Regions from separate parts of the Drosophila melanogaster genome. Here region 2 is linked to region 1. A link is a contact called in public Hi-C data. All regions are on one chromosome and are shown on one strand. The core of a region is the stretch at or near the end of the contact, and the rest is flanking DNA. Distances in the headings are between cores, read along the strand shown.

What was found. Hi-C and Micro-C count contacts between places; a contact is called where the count stands out from the background.
Region 2: a Hi-C map of the Kc167 cell line shows a contact between it and region 1, with 3 times the contacts expected there. The contact joins the promoter of CG34348 here to the promoter of Neb-cGP in region 1. A contact is called at or near these places in 20 of 107 Hi-C or Micro-C datasets (the Kc167 cell line, the ML-DmBG3-c2 cell line, the S2 cell line and 5 more) and 1 of 6 datasets of contacts at active chromatin or transcription factors (the Kc167 cell line).

Annotation. Positions count from the first base shown.
Region 1 is chrX:10,458,953-10,462,938 of dm6, forward strand. Neb-cGP (Neb-cGP,) reads left to right here and starts at 1,784. Exons shown (of 3, transcript NM_001272479.1): 1 at 1,784-1,896; 2 at 1,968-2,044; 3 at 2,130-2,926. The coding sequence starts at 1,970. The coding sequence ends at 2,201. Or9a (Odorant receptor 9a) reads right to left here and starts at 724. Exons shown (of 4, transcript NM_078552.3): 1 at 388-724; 2 at 60-325. The coding sequence starts at 724. nocte (no circadian temperature entrainment) reads right to left here. Exons shown (of 6, transcript NM_001272480.1): 6 at 2,913-3,986.
Region 2 is chrX:11,338,179-11,342,164 of dm6, forward strand. It overlaps CG34348, which reads left to right and starts at 1,695. Exons shown (of 4, transcript NM_001103484.3): 1 at 1,695-2,319; 2 at 2,429-2,567. The coding sequence starts at 2,274. Kap3 (Kinesin associated protein 3) reads right to left here and starts at 1,906. Exons shown (of 10, transcript NM_001103480.2): 1 at 1,560-1,906; 2 at 1,036-1,232; 3 at 494-611. The coding sequence starts at 1,070.

The DNA of each region.
Region 1 (3,986 bases), core at 534-3,033:
TACAATGGTAATAAGCACCTTTTTTTTTGGTTTTTTTTTATGTATGTTAGGAAACTTACAGCACTATAGCTGGCCATCACATTCCACAGATAGGTGGGCACATAAAACATGACCACCTGGAGATCGTACGGGTAAACGCCGTTGTGGGGCAGCTCCAGGTGAATCTCGTCGCCGCGAATCGAGGAGAGTATGATGCCCACAAAGGGCTTCAGGGCCGCAAAGATTCCAGCCAGTCCAAAACAGCGAGTGTACGTAAGACTGAGCATTTGGTCACTTTGGTTCTCCACCTCGATGATTTCCCGCGCATCAGGCCACACTTCGATTTCTGCAAATTATAAAATATATTTTTATGTTATATAAATTTTTTTTTAATTAGTAGAAACTTACCTTTAGCCAGAATGGCCCTGATGTGGTAGATCAGGCCGACGAACTCCTTGCGATGATAGCAGAAGAGCAGGAATTTGACCAGGGTGAGCATGCTGGCGAAGGTGGAGCCCAGGGTGTCGGAGAGCAGGCTCACCTGGGTGATGTACTCGTGGGCGGCCAGGAACATGGGCACCATAAACAGGAAAAGTGGTCCCATTGTGACAAAGGTCAGCCACGGGCGGTCATTCGCCATCGTGGGGCTCCACAAATCGATGCCCATGCAGCGATAAACGAGAATTTGCACCCGCAAGGATTGATCCTTTTCCTCCTGCTTTTTTCCCTTCACCTTGTCGCTCATCTTTAACTGGCGGACTGTACAGTCGTTGGGTTCTTATACTTTCCACAGAGGGGGCGTGGAAGTTAATGTCATGTCAAAAATGCAGTCAAGCTCAGAACATAAAGAATAATAATTGTTTAATTCCTTACTTATCTTTGGATACTCTGGCAATCTTTTTTTAGAATTTTTTTAGAATATTTCAATGTAATGGGCGTTTTTTTGATTAGGTACAAGCAAAGTAGAACTTTTTATTATTTAAAATATTGTCTTAATACCAACAAGTTCAACTTGTCATAGAATCGAGTTTAGTATGGTCGGACTGTATATATATATATATTTTTTTTTTTTGATTTTTCACTAATTGTTGAGTCGGAGGATTTGGCACTACTTTCATTTAATATGCTTCCTTTGTGCATTGGTTTGCGGGTTAAATGGGTGTGGACCTGGGTGGACTTGAAGTGCATTTATGGCTCTAATTACACGATTTTTTCTGCCTTTCGCCGCATTCTATTTAATGCCGGCCCTTTCACTCGCTTGTCCTGACAATCAAATGGCAGCCTTTAGTTCCCAGGAAGTGCATTATAATTTTAATGAGTCTGTGCAGATTTGAGCGACACGAGCAATAGTTGTGGCGCGTCTATTTTTGGCTCCTTAATTAGATTCGCAATTCGTAATGCTGTCGTTGACTTTTGATAAGGACTCGACAATTTGCCGTCCGATGGCTTGTGGACCAAAGTAAAGTTTGTTTTGCCGTCCAGGATTAAGTCTATTTAGTTTATAATATTAAAGTATATTTTTGGTATTATATGTTATGTGAATATATTGTTACAAGTTATGATATGGAAATAAATATAAATTTTAGTTACTGTATGATTTAGGAAATATATATATATTGTTTATTTAATATTTATTAATATTATTCAATATTTCAAATTGTCCCGCCAAATTGTGTTCATTAGTGTTGACTAACACACCGACAATGATGGTCAGCTGAAATTTATTTGCAGCCAGTTGGCAGGTCAGGCACTTTCAACACTGTTCGCCCAGCTCGATAGTATCGATGAGCAACGACTGGCATACCCTTCTGTTATCGAAGACCGATAGACCTCGATAGACTCAGTTGTATAACCTCTGCTCGCAAATATTTTTTACAGGCAACTAGCAGCTCGAATTCCGTGCAAATAAACCTTTAAGTGAGTAGCCCAAGTTACCGCTTCAGCCATTCACTAAGTTCCACTTGAAACGCATCACCTTCAATTCACAGAAATGGCTGGCGAAGGCGAGAAACTGACCGGCCTGTCGAAAATCTTCAATGGCACCACCATGAGCGGCCGTGCAAATGTGAGTAGATGAAATTCCAGAACGTCGTGCCCGTGGTAATGCTAATCCGATTGTTATGCCATCCATTTATCCCGTCCTTGTCCAGGTGGCCAAGGCCACGTACGCCGTGATGGGCCTGCTGATCGCCTACCAGGTGCTGAAGCCCAAGAAGAAGTAGAGGGATGCAACTGCTCCAACGCGGCTACAACTCATCCGCCACAATCGATGTCTTGGATCCGGGGCCATCGCTGGACTGCGGATCAGTTTATTTTATGTGTAGTGCAAGACCTTGAAGGAATAAATAAGCTGAGAATGTAACACACTGTACCCACGAAGTGCATTATGTAACGATCCTGCGACTGCCACATGATTTGTGGGCATCACTGCGGTGGATACCCTAACCACACCGATCTATGGGCTGCAAGGTACTCACGGCAATGCATACGCAACCGGGCTAAAAGTAATAATAAGTGGTTCTAGAAGAGAGAGAGATTAGCTTGCGTCCAGTGCGGATATCACTTGTTAATTGAGGTTCAGCCTAGCAGTAAGATGATGTTCCATAATAACCTTCAGTTCATTCAGAACGTATGTTCCACTTCTCACAATATTACCAGATATCTAATTCCATGTATGCTGTCTACTTCTGTGCAGTTCTTATGCCCCGAAAATGGAAGCTCTAGTTTTTTGAATCCATAACAAAGTTGAACGTAATGATCCAATGATTGCGGCGCAAGCTACAGCAAAAGAAGAAATTGAAAATCGAAAGACATCTATGAACACCTTCCATGAAACCACCTGTTCCATCTATCCCAAACTAAAATCGACGAATGGAGTAAGCAGTGGTTTTCATTAGTCTAGCAACACATCTACCAAACTTCGGGTTCCATTTCCTTTTTGGTTTTCTGTTTTTAATATTTTATTTAAAGTTTTTATTTCATTTCAAACTTGCTTTAAATTTCCTCATTTTCGTGGGTAGGGACTTTTTTGAGGGGGGCGGGGCGGTGGGCGTAGCGTTTGCTGGCCCGGTTTATCGAAAATTCAGTATTACTAAAAATTAATTTGAATGAATTGAATGTAAAAATGGTTTACATATATTTGTATGCATTTATATGCCAAGTACTCTTCACTTCTCTTCTCCTATTCTCTCCACCATCGTCTACACTTCCTCTTCGTTCCGTTTCCGGCCTAAACGTCGTCGCTATCGTTATCGTAATCGTTATCATGCTTATGCTGTTTGCTATCCTTGTTTTGGTGGACACGAAAAACCAGATGATGCATTTAAAATATAGGTATAAATTAATGTTTATATCATTTATCAATATGCTATATAATATACCTTTTACATGTATTGTGTGATAGCAAGCTTGTTTTGTTACTTTACTCATCATTTTCATTAATTTGTGTTTGCTTTCGATTTCAGTTTGTTTTCCTTTGCTTTTGCATTTGGTTTTGTTAATAACTAAACATTGCCTGGCATAGCAAACGTCCCAAATATTTTGGGTTTTTTATATGTGGGCCTGGCTGGGGCGCATGTGTGGGAGAGAGTTCATGTGTGTGTGTGTGTGTGGACTAATTAATATCGCTATATAGTTTTCTGTTTTTTATTTCGGTTTGCTTTTCAGAAGCCTAGCGAAAAGTGCCTTGCTCATGCTTTTCATTTTATTTTTATTTGCATTGTTTAATTATTAATTCTACTACGCATAGTCCTGCGGAATGTGGCAGGGATGTCCTTGCGACCATTGGCTTTCGTGGTGTTTAGAGATCCGTGTCCCACTCCGCGGGGTTTCGATCCGAGTATAATCGTTTTAATTAAGGTTACTGAGATATATTTGTGAGTTTTTTTGCTTTTCCTTAAAAATGTTTGCTGGAGTGTTTTTGTTTTTTTTTTCGCTTGGATTTTGCATCTATATATATGTATATATATAAATATATATATATATATATTTATATAGAGACTAAATAC
Region 2 (3,986 bases), core at 445-2,944, 880 kb after region 1:
ACCAACCGCTTTTGGGTATCTTTTTTTTTTTGTTGCTGTGGTTTTACATTTTTCACTCACTACTTGGAGCGCAGGCCGTCATCGACCCCGTTGTTGTTGCGCTATCGATTGGGCCGCTCAATGTCAGCTTCTGCCCCCCGCCCCTTAACCCTTTTCGGGGCACACCGGAAGAAACAGAAGTAGCTTTTTTAAGTACTCATTCGGATGTTTTTGTAGAACAATGACTGCTAGTATTTAAACTAATAAGCAATATATGTATGTGTACACATCTAGATCAATTTTTCAACCTATTCGATTAAGGATCAACTTTGTTTCCTTTTTTTTTATGAACCTAACATAGTTAAGAACTAAGTTACAGATGTTCGCATATTGTTGTTATTATATTCTTTCCCTATCAACATCTTTGATACCAATAATGCTGGTCCTATTTTAATTTTCTAATATCTACTAGCATTTTCTCCCAGTGCAGCGATGTGTAACCGTGCGTTCTTACCTTCTTTTCCTCGATCATCGGATTGTTGGGCTCCCCGAAGACGGTGGCCTCCAGTTGGTAGTTGACAATCAGCGCCTTATCCGTGGGATGCGGTTCAATGGATCCGCCTTTCCACCTCCTTCGTTGTTTGTTTGTTTGTTGTTGTCGTTGCATTTGTTTTGGATTGAGAGCGAGACAAATTGTTGGATCAATCATAAATTATGCGGTTCAATGCGTAATGAGGTAATAGATTTTTCAATCCAATTCTTTTTTTGAGCCTGGCTTAACTTGTGCTTTTGTTTTAATAAAACGAACAAAAAAGTTAAGAACCCAACGAATAACGAATAACGATTAACGGTTGCAAATAACAAAAAACAAAAGGAGGAAGCGTGAACGCAAAGTGGAAAATCAATAGAGAGCGCCAGGTGATTGTGGCTCTCTTTCTGACGCATGACGAGTGCTTTAGCTATTTCTTTTGTTCTTCGGCCACTTGTACACCCACACATGAAAACAAACAAACACACACACGCACGCACGCACGATCTAATCCCATACATACGCACTTTTTTATAAACTTGGCGTCATCGTTTGTTTGCATTGCAGTTGTTGTTGCTGCTGCTGTCGGAGAGCGACTAGAATTTGTCAAATTGTTTATGGAAAGCACAGGCTCCTCTTCGGTGGGTGGCGGATGCGGGGGGTGGCGGTTTTGGTGGCGCGGAGTGGGGCTCCTTTGCAGCTGCTGCTCTCTTTGCGCTCTCTTCTGCTCGCACAGATCGCCGGCAATCGCATTTATTATGTAATAGACGTAGTGAATCACAATTGGCAGCAGCACCAGGCCCGAGATTATTTGGAAAATTAATAACAAAACAAATTGCATGCGATTGCAATGCGACTTCCGATTTAATGTCGATAAGTGCTAGTGCTGGCACAACTGTCTGCTCACTGGCGGTACTATCGATGGTGCCACGGCACCCGGCAATTACCGATAGCACTCAATCGATACAAACCAATAAGCGAATGTTCAAATTCAAGTTGGCGGTTGTATTCTAATTGGGAACTTGCCATTCATAATATGCAGTATACTAACAACTTTGTTTTTCCTCGAACTTCCTTGACCGGCTAGAAACAGGTGTGATTAGCCAAGAGAGCATCACTGTTCTGTTCTGGGTGCCAAGAACCAAAGTCTGGCAACGACTGCAGCCAGAACAGCTGGGCCGGCGTTGCCAGGTGCAAAGAACGTAGATGAGCAACAGAAAAGCAAACGAAATGGAATGAAGGAACAACAATAAAAGAATCGCTACTTTGTAGTATTATTAACCAAAAAAAAGCGCGGCGCGATCACAATGTTTCTGACTGCGAACGGTGTCGGTTGTCTCTACTGCGTGTGAGCCGAGTGGAGCGCAGCGCCGCGAATTGTTTACATTGTGCTAGGAAAATCACAACAAACAAACCAGCAAACAGTCTCGACTGACAATAACAATAACAATAGCAAATAACATGCAAATAAAATGCATTTCAAGCCGCGCAAATACTAAATACTGATTCAAATGAAACGCACTATACGATGACCATTTAAAAGAATCGCCAAGCAGGAGGAAGCGAAAAGAATTCGAAAAGCGCAAAGCGAGCCGAAGAAAGTGTACAAAATCAGGCCAAACCGATTTGTTTTTTTTTTTTTTTTTTTTGTTCTGTCGTATTTTCCCTTCTTTTTTCTACCGTTTTTTTTTGTGTTTTTGTTGTGGTGGGCGGTCGCTTCTCTTTTCGCGCAAGAACAACAAATGAGGTGGAGCAGCGCCTGACAATGGAATTTCTGGAGAACCTGTACAAAACGCTGCACTCCCTGTTGTGTGAGTAATATCGAATATTTGGCGCCCGATAAGGCGCACCGCTGACCTATGTACATACATACATACATAACAAATGCCCCTCCACCAACTGCATACCTTGTGATTCTAGCCTCCTACATCGATCTGGACTATTCGCTATGGCTATATCGCTTCCTCACCCCCCTGATTGTCACCTTTCTGCTGCCGCTGGTCTTCGTGGCCCTCATCTACATTTCGTTCCTGGTGCTATTCATCTACAAGCTGCACAGGTAAGCGAAATGGAAATGTTGGAAAGCTGCGTATAAGTTGGGTGGGAAATTGGAATTACAACAATTACAGTGTGCTTCGCGGGCTCAATTGCAACTGTTAATGAACTCTCTCATGCTGATCGCGCACTTTTGGAGCCAAGTTTCCCCCACTCACCCTTACCACGCACCCCTTCCCCCTTTGGCCGGCGTCTTCCGTCCCGCTCTGCACCTGTAATTAAAAGGGAACATAAAAAGAGATGGCGTTGTAAGGAAGGGGCGTAGAGTGGGAGAGAGTTGGGCAGCCAGTGTTGCCAACAAAAAAAGCTAGATAAAACAAAGCACGGGAATACAGTGGACACTCTATAAGGCAAACAGAAAACGTAATATAGTCCAATAAACTTAGTTTTCACTGTTTTTAAGGGAACTTATGATGCAGCTGTTTCCCAAAACGCTGAAATTAACATTTTGACAAACCGTGAATATGTGTTGAATCATCGAAATTATGGGCATTAAAAAAAGTGCTCAGCAATAATTGATCGTTTTCTGCAAATTAAGTAAATTAATACGATAAGCATAATCTACATGTGTTTCTAGCTCGAAAAAGTTTTTGAAACTAAAGCAATTACTTGAGTTCTTAGATTTCAGTTGTAAAAACTGCTGTTATCGATCTAAAAAAAAGGATTGATATGTGTACCAGATAGTAATATATTTGAATTATATTCATCTAGATAGTATATATAGTTGGAATATAGCCAAGTTGGGCTGCACTGACTACACTGACCCCTGAAGAACATTACACCCTCGACCATTGCACCGATACTGAAAATGAAAAGCCAAGTCGAACGGCAGGTGATCGACTCGGCCAACTTTTACTCGGCTTATAAATATACATATATGTATGTATATATACTCAAATATATACTTGAACTGGCCTGTGTTGGCGTGCTTCTATTTATTCTACATTTCCAACTCTCTAATGCCCAACCGGTTGGCCATGCTAATTAGCCGCGAAGCCCTAATGGCTAGAACTAAATTGGCCAGCGAATTCTGCAGCTCACGGGCTGGCTGCACACGGAGAAAAGTCGTTGCATTAGCTCGATTTCGATATCAGTTCCAAGTTCAAGAGGGCTAATAAATACATATGTACATATATTCGACTTCTGTTTGGTTAGGAATTTAGTACATGATTTCACGACGCTAATTCGTTGCTCAAACAAGATTATATTTTATGACGAACTTGGGCTTAAAAAATGCATTACAATCATATAATATATGTATATACACATTTCTATATGTTCTCAATGGATACATTTTATAAGAGAAATATTTTTATGATAATTTGCTTATTTAAAACATTCGTGCATGAAAAAGAAGTATAATATATATTATTATTATTATTTTAAGCTAAACTAGTGCAAAGATACAATTTGTAGTGCCCAA